Linked DNA regions of Mus musculus: regions 2 and 3 are each linked to region 1. The links are chromatin contacts, called in public HiChIP or PLAC-seq and promoter capture Hi-C maps. All regions are on one chromosome and are shown on one strand. The core of a region is the stretch at or near the end of the contact, and the rest is flanking DNA. Distances in the headings are between cores, read along the strand shown.

What was found. Promoter capture Hi-C pulls out the DNA fragments that hold promoters and counts their contacts. HiChIP or PLAC-seq counts read pairs in DNA pulled down with a chosen protein or histone mark.
Region 2: a contact with region 1 is called in a promoter capture Hi-C map of liver. The contact joins the enhancer-like site here to the promoter of Them7 in region 1. A contact is called at or near these places in 18 of 39 promoter capture datasets (the 3T3-L1 cell line, 3T3-L1-derived adipocytes, the C10 cell line and 12 more), 4 of 484 Hi-C or Micro-C datasets (cerebellum, embryonic stem cells, liver and 1 more), 9 of 115 datasets of contacts at active chromatin or transcription factors (embryonic basal ganglia, embryonic forebrain, embryonic limb bud and 5 more) and 3 of 9 other capture datasets (adipose tissue, embryonic stem cells and pancreatic islet).
Region 3: a contact with region 1 is called in an H3K27ac HiChIP or PLAC-seq map of epiblast stem cells, with 3 times the contacts expected there. The contact joins the promoter of Qser1 here to the promoter of Them7 in region 1. A contact is called at or near these places in 15 of 39 promoter capture datasets (the 3T3-L1 cell line, 3T3-L1-derived adipocytes, the SN4741 cell line and 9 more), 1 of 484 Hi-C or Micro-C datasets (nephron progenitors), 15 of 115 datasets of contacts at active chromatin or transcription factors (acute myeloid leukemia, bone marrow-derived macrophages, cardiomyocytes and 9 more) and 1 of 9 other capture datasets (adipose tissue).

Annotation. Positions count from the first base shown.
Region 1 is chr2:105,223,001-105,227,184 of GRCm38.p6, forward strand. It overlaps Them7 (thioesterase superfamily member 7), which reads left to right and starts at 1,342. Exons shown (of 4, transcript NM_028747.2): 1 at 1,342-1,380.
Region 2 is chr2:104,863,411-104,867,785 of GRCm38.p6, forward strand. No RefSeq gene overlaps it. Among named protein-coding and RNA genes, the nearest start is that of Prrg4, 16 kb to the left of the region's middle. Within about 2 kb of position 1,346, at least 41 of the 459 cell types and tissues checked have an H3K27ac peak or open chromatin away from gene starts, as enhancers often do. A contact at or near this core is called in kidney, liver and trophoblast stem cells, where this site is marked.
Region 3 is chr2:104,813,620-104,817,997 of GRCm38.p6, forward strand. It overlaps Qser1 (glutamine and serine rich 1), which reads right to left and starts at 3,077. Exons shown (of 12, transcript NM_001123327.2): 1 at 2,981-3,077. It overlaps 2310047K21Rik (a long non-coding RNA gene), which reads left to right and starts at 3,303. Exons shown (of 3, transcript XR_003953885.1): 1 at 3,303-4,378.

The sequences.
Region 1 (4,184 bases), core at 92-2,591:
CCGGGGGATGCTGGAATTCTTTGTGGATTAGTTTAAAAAGCTCACCAGATTTTTCTGTGTAGTTTGGAAGTTACCAAATTCCTGGAGTAAGCACACACATCACAATGCACTAAAAAAAAAAAGCTCTGAGCCGGGCGTGGTGGCGCACGCCTTTAATCCCAGCACTCAGGAGGCAGAGGCAGGCGGATTTCTGAGTTTGAGGCCAGCCTGGTCTACAGAGTGAGTTCCAGGACAGCCAGGGCTACACAGAGAAACCCTGTCTCGAAAAACCAAAACCAAACCAAACCAAACCAAACCAAACCAAACCAAACCCCCGCCCCCAAAACAAAACAAAACAAACAAACAAAAAGCTCTGAAGACTGAGGCTGGAGGAAAGGAGAAGAAAAATGTACAGGAGAGTGGATGTCTCGCTCAGAATGACTGGAAGCACAAGAGCAGTGGAAAGTATACACATAATCCGCCATGTACCCATGCTGGTGTGCTTAGGGGATTATACAGGGGAGATAATGCTTGGGCATAATTTTGTATAAAAGGATCTTTGAAACAAGGCGCATTCATTCCGAAGCCAAACTTAGCAGTGTTTCGCTCCATGCCTTTTGTTTTAAAGATGTTTTTACATTGTTGGGAAGCTTCTGGGAGGACTCCATAAAGAAAAATAGGCGCCATTTCAACGTCAAAACTCGGGCCAGGTCTAGTGAGTTTCAAAGTACAGTGAAATCTCACAAAGCACGTGTGATGAAACGTGGATTCCGTGCCCTCCACCTTAATCCAGCATTGGGGTAGGTTTTAGACCCGACCCTATTCTGAGGACTCCTAGGTTGAAACCTAACGCCTTAGGTGTTCCATGGACCACGGGTTGAGAATCTTGTTTGGACTGAGTTTTGTTCCGGATCACCAGGGTTGCGTGACTCTGAAATTCTCTCTGGTTACTTTTCACTAGACACAGGCATAGAGGCCAAGAACAGCTTTTATTCAGAGGTCAGAGCATCAAGTCCAGAAGATACCTGGAGACCCTCGGGTGAATTCTATTGTCATTTAATCTGACGATGGAGCTTCCTGATCTTTTTGGCCCGCTGTCTTTTTACTGAGGATACTGGAAATTCATGAGCCTCCTTTAGAAAAACAAGGGCTATCAGGGTAGAAGGTCACATAGAGCTGAGAATAGGCTTTTATAACCTGAAGTTAGGGGAAAACTAAAACCAAACACAGAAGGACCTTGCTCTTTGACCCAAGTAGAAAAAAATGAGATCCCAGCCCACCATTGAGAAGAAGGCAGGGCAAGGCCGCCCAGGCTGCCACGTCACCTGCAACCTGACCTCACTGGGTCCGGCCCCTGTCCCCGGGAGTCGGGAGTCGCAAGCAACACGCGGCCAGCTGACGGTAAGCGTTGCAGCTCCCGGCTCTGCAGAGTCACTGCGCCTTGGACCATCAGGGAGTCCGGTTCCTGCCGCGTCCCCCACGCGTCCGGGACGCATGCCGCATGACCCGCCGGGGTTGGGGTTGGAGTTGGGGTTCAGGTTCGGCTCGGTGGCTTCCCGTCTGCACTTTGTCTTCCGCTCTGGCAAGCGCTGTGGCTCTAGGGTCTTGTACTGTGTACACACTAGGGGACACTCTCCCTTGTGTCCAGAAGCTCACCCCACATTCACCCCGCGCCTCAATCGTCTCCCCGGTTTGTCCTGCTCTTGAATAGCCCAGCCAGGGTAGCTGTCTGCGTCTCCCAGATTCAGCTCAGGGATCACCTCTAGAAAATACACTGGAAGGGGGAGCTTTGGGTAACACGAAGACTTTTGTGTCCCTGAAGGCCCGCCTTCCACGCACCTGGTTTTAATATGTGCCTAGGGAGAAATATGGCCAGCGGCCTGAAGCATAACCAAGAAATTCTGCCCACTGAAAGGAGACTTGCACTGAGACTCAACGTGTGCATCAGACCCACAGAGCTAGGGGCTGCAAAACCCTGGTGCACTTTTCAACTTCCTAGACCGAGTATAGATTGTAGCGGCGTTAGAACTGAGATCTAAGCAGCAGTTAGGCACTTGAAGATGAGACTGTGCAATTATGCACCATCTATTCCCCCTTTCCAGCTCTAGGCATACAGAAAAGGCATGCTGCCAAGAACAAGAAGTAACCACCCTTCCTGTACCCCCACCTCCTTAGCCACAGGCACAGATGTAACTAGTTGCAGTTAGAGGTACTTAACATTTTCTTTTCAAATTTTGAAACTAGGGGTCAAAATTACAACCCCACAGAAAGGAAGTCTTCTTAAAGTTCTGAGGAAGTAATCTCACAATACAGAACTGACTGGAAGTCAAAGATTCTATCAGGCTTTTAGCCTATATCATAAAAGTTTAAAGGAGACGGGACATGAAAGGCTTTCAAAAGGAGCCCTATGAGATGTAGAAATGTAAGTCCTCTATACGTCCACATACATTTCTATTGCGCTCTTGCTTGAAGCCAAGAGGAAACGTCCACTTAATACTTTGATCATTACAATCTTAAGAAAATAACTCTCACCCTACTATATACTAGAATTTTGAGACTTCACAGAATCTTTCCCAATCCCTTAGTGAGCGTTTAAGCCCCGGCCTCCAGGGCTTGTACTTCTGCTCCTCTGCCTTTCCCTTGCTCTTACTCCCTTGCTACCTCCTTATTCAGATCTCAGCTCACAGACCCATTTCCCTGACTGCACGAAGCACTGTTTAAAGCATCATTTGGAATGATTAAGATCATTTGATTATTGCCTATCTCAGAGAGAGAGAGAGAGCGCGAGACGGGGGGGGGGGGGGGGGGGGAGAAGGGGAGGGAGAGAGGAGGGGGTTTCTGGAGAGTAGGGGTCAGTTTATTTGCTGTTCTTTTGGAGAACATCACCCCCCACTGCATCCCCACTGTCTACTGGGGCTGGAATTTTCTCAACCCTCCCTGTAAAGGGTTCGCAGTGTAACCTGGCTCAGGCTCGACTGCTCTCTTTTGGCCTTTTTAGGGTCTCGCATACAACATTCTGCTTTCACCCTGGGAGCGTGGAGGCAGCTGAGGCTTGGGGCAGTTTCTGTTGGCTGGGACCTTTGGAGTAGAGAGTAGCTGGGCTCTCTCTCTCCCACAGGCTTGGGGGCAGGCAGCCATATCAGCCCCCTGACCCTTTAGCACCTCCTGCATCCTGCTGCTCACGGGAGGCTCGAAGGTTGGTGCATAGCGGGAGCTGCTTGTGAAAGATGTTCTGTTTGTGTTGGATTCCAGGCGCAGGGAATAATTAGGGGAGTGACATGCTGTTAAAGTTGAGGCTTTTCCTCGTGGGCTGGACTACAAGGCTGCTGGCAGAGGACATGTACGCCTGTGTGCCTCTGAGGAACCCCAAGCTGGAGATAGAGGAAGAAACTTTGGAATTTCCCATAGTTCCTTCTGGATGGACGACTGTCGAGAAGCCCTGGAAGTTACTGATGTGAAGTGAAATGCTTGATACTCAAGGCAGCTGAGGACCTTACAGGGCCCCTAGCCAAAGCCCTATGTCAAGTCAGCGTGTAGAGATAACAGTGCTGAAAGAACCAGATGTTCTGGGAAATGCCAGTAGCCAGCGAGGGAAAAAGTTCTTTCTTAGACTGTCCAGCCCAGTACCTGGCAGCACTGGCATATGGTGGATGTTTAATGACTGCTCTTTGAAGCAGGAAGCGTGTTTCCAGCCTGGCTGTGTCAGGGTTCTGCTAACATTAGATTTCATAAATACAGGCCCTGGGTTCACAGCCCTATCACGTCACTTCCAAGCTGTCTCTGTGGGAGGCTATCAGTGTGGTGCTGATGTCTATAGGGTGAGCCATGAGGATCAGAAGGAGTGTCTAGAACAGACTGTGGCACATGGTAATGGGACAAGTGACAAAAATAATCATAGACTGTAGACAAGGTAAGGGCTCCTTTATGAGGGAGATGGGGAACAGGGTCAGGAAGAGCTCAACAGCTAGGTAAAAGAAGAACGTTTTCATAGTCAGACTGCGTATGAGCTTCATTATTTTGGGGCTCCTTAAACTTTATATGTGTTTGTAAGTGTTTTAGCATTTGCTCAGTATGTAGTTAAAGCATGAAACCTTTGCTCTCCCATGCGATGGGCTGCCTTTCAGTTCTCCTCAGACCACTGAGGCATTAACTTGGACAACCTGCCTTATTCTTGCATGACTTTGTGAGGAAGTGCAGTTATTGCA
Region 2 (4,375 bases), core at 96-2,595, 360 kb before region 1:
CTCTGCCTCTCTATGTAACATTTTTCAAGGTTTAGTATGTGTGTGTGTGTGTGTGTGTGTGTGTGTGTGTGTGTTACTTGGGTAAGCATTTGACCTGCATTTTTTTTCTCATGGAATCCTCGCAACTTTCTGTAGTAGATGTCATCATTCTGTCATTGTATAGAAGAGGATTCTGATGGTCAAAGATATTAAAGCTACTTGTTCAAGAACTCACAGATGGATGACAGATCCAGTCAATCTCATGTAGTCTGGCTCCAGAACCTGAGACATAATTATTCTTACTGAGACAGAATGCGATTTTCATTTTTTCCTTAGGAACAGTGACATCAGAAGTGCAGGAACTGTGTAGTGCGTTTAGAGAACTGGAGGTGGTGAGTGGAATATGAAAGGGAGGGAGTGTTGTGCCACAAAGCATCCGTGAACCCCAAAAGACCACCAAGGAACCAATTCTGGTGTAACTGCATTAGGGTCTCCTTACTCAAACTCAAGCTTGGGCCACTCCACCTTCTCTAACGCAGTAGAATGGGAGGGTGCAGCCCTGAGCCTAGTTTCATGCAAACATTTATAGAGACAAGAAGCGGGATATCTAGCCTGGCACACATCTGATTGGGCAGCTATTATGTCCTTTAACATAATTGGTGGTGCTGAGAGCCAAACCATAAGTCTAACTTCTGTTTTCCTCCTGATTGGTGGTTGTTAGGAAGTGAAGTATCAGGGGTAGGCTTGTAACCTGGAGGTGCAGATTTGTTGGGGAATAACCTGGAAACTGGTGATAAATGCAGGTTTTGTTGGGGGGTTAACCTGGAAACTGCTCCTAGACACAGGTCTTGTTGGGGGTAGCCTGGAGACTGGTGCTAGGTACTGGCCTGTTGGTTAACTGGAGTTCAACCTTAGGACAGGTTCTCTAAGCTGGAGTTTGAACCCAAAAGATCTGGTCTCTCAGGAGCATTTGAAATGAATCTCAATCAACAAATTCCAGAAGAGGCACTAGGGTGAATGCCAACTAGGTGAAAGGACCATGGAAAGTTGGCAAATTAGTTTCACCTCAAGTGCTTACTCCATTCCATCATAGGAATAGTCCATGGCTGTACACTGAGACATTGTATGCCTGCTAGCGGGGAAAGGATGGGATGATTAATTAGCATAGGTGTCTGCCATAGGTGAGGGAAGGGCCATGAGTCACGTCACGCTGGTGGCGTTTTTCATCACTGGCTGATGACAAAGAGATGAGAAACTCTGAGTCATGCTCTGGAAGATAATAATGATCCTGTGACTTGGACTGAGCCCTACAGTAAGTGTAGGAAAGTAGAAGCTGAGGTCAGAGATGGGCAAGAAGGCTGTGCTGCACTGTATTACACAATAGGCCAAAGAGTTCACACTCAGTCCCCAGACAGGAAAGTGAAGCTTTCTGAACAGGGGAATAAAACCACAGGAGCCCTGATATAGAACTGGTGTGGGCATGTTAGATGAACTGATATAGAGAAAGATTAAAAACAAGAGAAGAAAGCTATTTAGAGCAATATTAAACAATACTTAGCAGTTGAAGAAAAGCCCTATGAAAATAGGGAATTATTCTTTTTTAAAATTTGTATTTATTTATTTTATGTATATGAGTACACTGTAGCTGTCTTCAGACACACTAGAAGAGGGCATCAGATCCTATTCCAGATGGTTGTGAGCCACCATGTGGTTGCTGGGAATTGAACTCAGGACCTCTGGAAAAGCAGTCAATGTTCTTAACTGTGGAGCCATCTCTCAAGCCTGGGAGCGACTTTCCCCCATGAATTTGATAGAGGTTAAAATGTAAATATGAGGAAATGAATATTGAATATGTAAGTGGAAATTTCTGATTTCTCTGGGAACTCAGTTGTGTCACATGTTGTTTTTCTGGAAGCTGTCTTGTGAGATGATGTTTTGCTGAAGTAGATGCCTGAGAGAGCAGGGTGTGTGATTTTTGGAAAGAGTATAAATGGATCCCCATGAACAGTGAGAGTTTGCTCTTGCATTGTGATGATGCCGTGCAATGTTTCTCTGGTTTCACTTCTCCGGCGGTCTTCACTTTACAGAGAGAAATGCACCGAAGAACTTCTCGTGGTATTCCAGCTAGTTCTGGCCAGTTCTGCTGACTTGTGCTCATTTGGTGGAGCCTTCGGGATTTCTGCTGGATGGGGCCTCTGCTACTGGTTCATGTTTGGTGTTTGCTATTGAACTGGACTGCTGGTATCTTGACAATGAAGAGTGGAATTGCCCCCAAGAATTAAACAGGTCCATGATCCCCTTTTCCTTTTAACCTTCTTTTTCCACTACCTCTGGTCAGTGGGTTAGAAGGGAAGTTTAAGCTTATAAGAACCCTAAATAAAGTAGGCTTTGAAAAAGTCAAAGCCAAAACAGAAAACAAAACAAAACAAAAAAACAGCAAAAAAAGCCAGGCGGTGGTGGTGCATGCCTTTAATCCCAGCAGTTGGGAAGCAGAGGAAGGCAGATTTCTGAGTTTGAGGCCAGCCTGGTCTACAGAGTGAGTTCCAGGACAGCCAGAACTACATAAAGAAACCCTGTCTTGAAAAACCAAACCAAAAAAGAAAGATAATAAAGAAAAAAAAAAAACATACCGGGGGATCCATCCCATAATCAGCCTCCAAACGCTGACACCATTGCATACACTAGCAAGATTTTGCTGAAAGGACCCTGATATAGCTCTCTCTTCTGAGACTATGCCGGGGCCTAGCAAACACATAAGTGGATGCTCACAGTCAGCTATTGGATGGATCACAGGGCCCCCAATGGAGGAGCTAGAGAAAGTACCCAAGGAGCTAAAGGGATCTGCAACCCTATAGGTGGAACAATAATATGAACTAACCAGTACCCCCCCCCCCCCCGGAGCTCGTGTCTCTAGCTGCATATGTATCAGAAGATGACCTAGTCGGCCATTAGTGGAAAGAGAGGCCCATTGGTCTTGTAAACTTTATATGCGTCAGGGCCAAGAAGTGGGAGTGGGTGGGTAGGGGAGTGGGGGAGGGGAGGGCATGGGGGACTTTTGGGATAGCATTGGAAATGTAAATGAAGAAAACACCTAATTAAAAAAAAAGTCAAAGCCTATAGAATATTCTGCTAGTAATACTTTGGTTCAACTTTTCCCAAGGACAACTTAAAATCGTGTATACAACACCTTAAAAAATGATCTGCTATGATCTATCTATTCCTGTCAGGAGTGGTGGCCCATGTCTGCTATATGGTGGCACATGCCTGTAATCCCATCATTTAGGAGGTTGAAGTAGAACCACAGTCACAAATTCAAAGACAGCTTGGGTTCTACGTGGTGAGTTCAAGACCAGCCCACATTACAGAACCTGTCTCAACAACAACAAAAACCAGCCAACCAGTGACCTCTGTGGTGACAGTGGTACCAAGGCTTGTTTCATTTTTCTCAAAATGCAAGTGAATGAAAGCAAAAATGTTATTGTAGAGCCATAGTTTTTTATTCAAAATAAAGCAATAAAGACTAAATAAATAAATAAATAAATAAAAATAAAAACAAAACCAGCCAACCAACCAGCCAACCAACCAACCAGCCAGCCAAACAAACAACCCAAAACTGTTCCTTTTAATTTAATGTATAGAAATTTGTGTCACAGGGGTAGTCTTGGAAATATACACAGATGACACTCCAAAGATGTTAATTACATCACTATTAGAAACAAATGAAACCTTATGTGAAGTGGAAACTTAAGGGTTCTTTGGAAAGTCGGTTGGATGGTGTTTTGCTGCGGCAAACACGTGATGGAACTTAAAGTGGACACAGGTGTGAAAGGCTAAGGCAGAGTCCTGAAGGAGCTTTTCACTGAAGCAGACACAGGAGAGAGGATGTTCTGCTAAAGCAAGCACATGAAAGGATATGTGATGAAGGAGTCTTTGCTAACAACACACATATATTGGTCCGCCTTTCATTGCACAGTTGAGCTCCATTTGTTGAGACTCCATAGAGAGAAATGCACCAAAAAACTTCTGATGTTGTACTGCAGCTCCTTGCCACTTCCAAGGACTCGGCCTGATTGGATGCGCGTGCTGAGGCAAGACCTATGCAGAGCAAAACCCATGCTGAGGCAAAGCACGTGGAGGACACGTGATGTTTGGAGGCTATAAATAGAACTTGACGGAGCGATGGGGACAGAGCTTGGCTTGCTGGTACAGCTAGCTGTGTGACACTTGTGAGTCTCATGAATTTGATGATCTTTACTTCCTGAGAAAGGCATAGCTGAGAACTTCTGGTGTTCCTACTGGTCCCTCCTACTGACTCCTGCCCAGGCTGAGGCCCGGCTGTCCCTGTCACTACTGTTGCTATCCTGACTCTACCAAACAAGACCGCTGGAGTATCCAT
Region 3 (4,378 bases), core at 1,827-4,326, 410 kb before region 1:
CTCTTATTATCTTTCACTTACATGATTTATAAAGCTCCCTAATTTAAGAGCACCTTAGCCTTTTTCTTAATCCCTTCAATTTATTCCCTTTTATAGAATCCATATTGAAAACACACACACACACACACACACACACACACACACACACACACACCACCCCTCAAACAACCTCCTAAACGGTCATGATAATAAGCAAAGCATATGATCATTTGGTTTCCAAAACTGAGTGCCACAAACTATTAGAAATGTACAAGAGTAGTTAGTTCCTAGCCCAAAACTACACAAGTAACTACCAAGTGCTACATTAGAAACACTCAGAGTCCAAAATCCTCTCCATAAATCCTTTTTAAAGAAACAAACAAAAAGTCTCCTTATCATTTTCCAAGTGTTACAACAATCAAATATGGTGTACATCTTTAATCCCAACACTTGGGAGTCAGAGGTAGGCAGTTCTGTATGTTTGAGGCCAGCCTGATCTACATAGTAAGTTCCAGGTCAGCCTTGTCCAGGGGGGGTGGGGGGGAGAAAACAACCAACCAAAACCAACCAAAGAAAGAAAGAAAGAAAGAAAGAAACAAATCTATTATCTGATGGAACTGCTGTACCAAAGAAAATACTGTTTCAAACTCATGATTTCCTTGGCACCTCCTGTTAAGTGATGAAAATGCATTTTAGGAGCAAGCAAAGACATAAAGTAGAACGTTAGATCCCATGTCAGTAACAGGTGAATGCCATGACCATCTGTCCGTTTCTGAGTAAGTTACAGGAAACAAGGTGGCAGACAGGCTAATTCTTTATGGATAAATATCTGTATTACATCATCACAGCTAGTGTTCATTTGTACCTTCCAAAGAAACTGCCACAAAAGGGAAACAAAAACATTCAACTGATACATGAATTACGAAACAGCTTTTCTAAATGTTGTAAAAATATGATTAAGCTTTTGAAATGCCCAATCTTTAAGGACTCTGAAGGCACAGTCCGGCTATAGTACTTTGGATATAACTGAAATCAGAGGACATTTGCCTGGCTTGAAGAAAAGTAATGCACAATTAAGAAGTGTGAGCAGCCCTGTACAGATGGCCTAATCCTAACACAACATGTTAACAAAGCAGGTTTTATGGGGGAGGGGAAAAGCCTGCATTATCTACGCTATAATTTAGCTGACCACACCCCTCCAAAATGTTTTAAAGCAAGGGGTTAGGGAGTGGATCTAAGGACCAGCAACATCCAAAACAATAACAAAAATCTTTTAAACTTGTTTTCAAACATGCTTAGGTAGTTATTCAGAGTTAGACTGATAACATTTGGAAAATATGGCCAGTCAGCTTTTGCTTTTTGCCTCAGAGGTATTCTGCTCAAACAAATAACAGACAATAACTAGGCAGGATTTCAGTGTTATTTACCAAAAAGAAAAAATATTTGAGATATAAGAAATGCTACGCATTACCCATCATTGCTGATCTCTGGAGAGAAAAAATTGTAAGTCATATAGATAATGTAACTGTTCTCTGTAAAATGATAAACTACCACCAAAAATAACCAAGGAAGGGTCTAATATTCTTCCTAAAAATTCTTCAAAATGTTTTATTTACAATAACACGACACTATAGCTATTTCTGTAAGACCTCAGCGTCTCCAGTTAGCTCGAAACTGGAAAAATCACTTTCTTTTTAAAAATCCGGGCTCTTTTTAAACAAAAGATTTTTCTGAGGTTTATAATTACTCTTTTATTGAAGCATTATTATTTTTCTTTCTTTCATAATAACTCCGAGACTATCTAAGACAAAGACTAGTTAATTCTTTACACATCTATTCTAAATCATGAATGCGGCACTTTCATAAAAACAAAGGTAATTAGAATGTGTAAAGTGAAATAAAAAGTTCACTCGTGTCGTTTAAATCGTTTAGAAACCTGGTGAGATCACATAGGTACAAGGCTTCCTGTTGGTAGCTGAGGATGAAGTCATTACCAGCCAGGATTTCCCTGTTCTTGGGTCAGAAGCTATACCTACTAGATCGAGTATTGTTTAGGGGAGGCGGTTTTTAAAAAGTACCCCGCTCCCAAAGCCAGACCACGCCTTCCAGTTATCATTCGAATGTGACCATTTCAAAGTGTAGTACTGCTACACATTTCTCGCGAGCTTAAATAGCAAACAGGAGTCCCCATTTTGGGGTCTACTGCCCATGCTGGAGAGCCGCACTATACAATGAAGTGGAGACGGAGAAGCATGCTTTGGGTCTTCGACCTCTAGAGCCTTCTTTGACCACCAGCCCTCAACGCTTCCCAAAACTCAGTCACCCCCAGACACTGAAAGCCAAGAGGGAATCTTGACTTCCTGCCGTTGTTAAAAGCAGAGGAAACCCAAAAGCAACTTTGAACGCGTGGAACACTACATCACTATAAACATATGTCACCCAGCCCCTGCTTTGCATTCGTGTCCCGCCCTGGGGGTTCTCTTGCAGCCCAGTCATCCCAGGACCCCCAGTGTCAGCGACACGGCCCCGCTCCTCGTCATGCCCTGCCACCGCCCTCACCTTCACACTGCCGAAGCCCCCAACACCACATTGTCGGCCACCCAGATTCCAATACAATGGAATGTCACTGCCCAGGACTCCGCGGCGCCCCTTTAGGCCTCCCCGCGGAGTCAGTCCCGGTTCCCCAGATACCGAGGTCAGCCCGGAGCTTAAACTTTACCATGTGGGAGTCCAGCACCGAGAGGTGACTGCGCCCCTCCATCCCACCCAACCTTCCCTTTCTGCCCCACGCCCCGACCCGCCCCAGGAGCGAATCCTGCACCATGCGCCCCCTCCCAGCCGGGACCACCCGCCAGGAGTTGTCCACCGCCTCTCCCGGGAGCAAAGAAGGGCGCCTCGAAGGCTCCCCACCCGGCCTGGGCCCCCGAGAGGGGCGGGCACAGGCCCCGGCGCATCCGCGGCCTTTCCTGGCCCAGTGAGACCCCGCGCCCACCCTCTCTACCTGGCCTTGAGGCTGGGACTGCTGCCGCTGCAGCTGGGGCTGGAGGCGGCGGCCGGGACCCGGGCTTCGTAGGCCCAGGCGGGGGCAGCGGGCTGCGTGGCGGCGCTGGCGGGGGGCGCGGGAGGCTCAGCGAAGCCCGCGGGCGCGTAGTGCGCGTCCATGGCGGGGGCTGAGGCGGCGGGGGCGGGCGGGAGGCGCGGGGAGGAAGAGGCGGTGGCGGGAGCTGCCCCTCACATGGCGCGGCCGGGGGGCGGGGGCGCCTGGGCGGGGGAACCGGGCTGCGGCGGGCGGGCCTCGGCTCGGACGTCAGGAGAGCGGCGGCGCCTGCGGCCGGGACGCGAGGCGGCCACAGCGCCCGCAGCCCGGGCGCCCCATGTTGTTGGATTTCCCAGGATGCACCTCCCGCGCCCTCCGCCCGCTCGTCGCCCCGCCCCCCTCGGCGCCCCGCGCTGCTGGCTGCGGATTCGGGAGCCGGGCCGGACGAGGGCTGCTCCGTGGACGCCCTAGCGGTGAAGAGAAGGCCTACGCGCCGGAGCACCCGCATGGGTGCGGACAGGAGAGGGCTTGCCAGCACTGTGCCTGGAGTTCGTTACTCTGCGCTCCCGGGTTCTTTGAAGGAACTCAAACACTCGATTCCCGCTTGTGATTTCTTTCTCTGCGCCCCAAACCACAGACAAGGGACTGTTGCTTTGCAGTACTCGCTTCCTGCCCAAAGTTTGCTGGGCTTAGAGGATCTGGTTCCTGCTTCCTGGGGGAGATTTCTATTCAAATTGATTCAAATTCAAACGAATTTTGCAGCCCTAGCTGAATGGGCCTTTCCCAGGGGCACTTATTAACTGTCCCCACCCCCCACCTTGGGGATTTTCTTACTCTGGAGTTCAGAATCTTCTATCCCAAGATAAATACCGCCTCATCATTGATTAGTCCAACTACCATCTGGATGACTTTAATTACAATACATTCGAACTCACTATGCACTTTGTTGGGGCTCTCTGCTCAAGATGTTTAATCTCTGCAAGACTCTACCCAAACATTGCCTTATCGGACTTCTAAGCTGTGTGGTGTGAGTAATTTGATGACTTTGAGGTCGTGCCTACCCGAACTGTTTCTCCTTATGAGTAATGAAATTCAGGGATCATATGAATCGTTTGGCTTGTGATCCATAAGTTGAAAGTTAAAACTAACCGTGAAGCTTAGATTTAATGACTATCTCTCCTTTTAAAAAAAATCAATATTGGCTTAACACCTATCACGTGCTTAGCAAAGAGATCTCTCAAGATAAAGACTAGCACAAAGGTTTAAGCCAATCAGACAGGCGTAACGGAAGACCTAATAGAGCTGATACTCTCTATCTCTGGTGACTATCTAAACTTCTGTAATACCTGCCATTAGATCTGC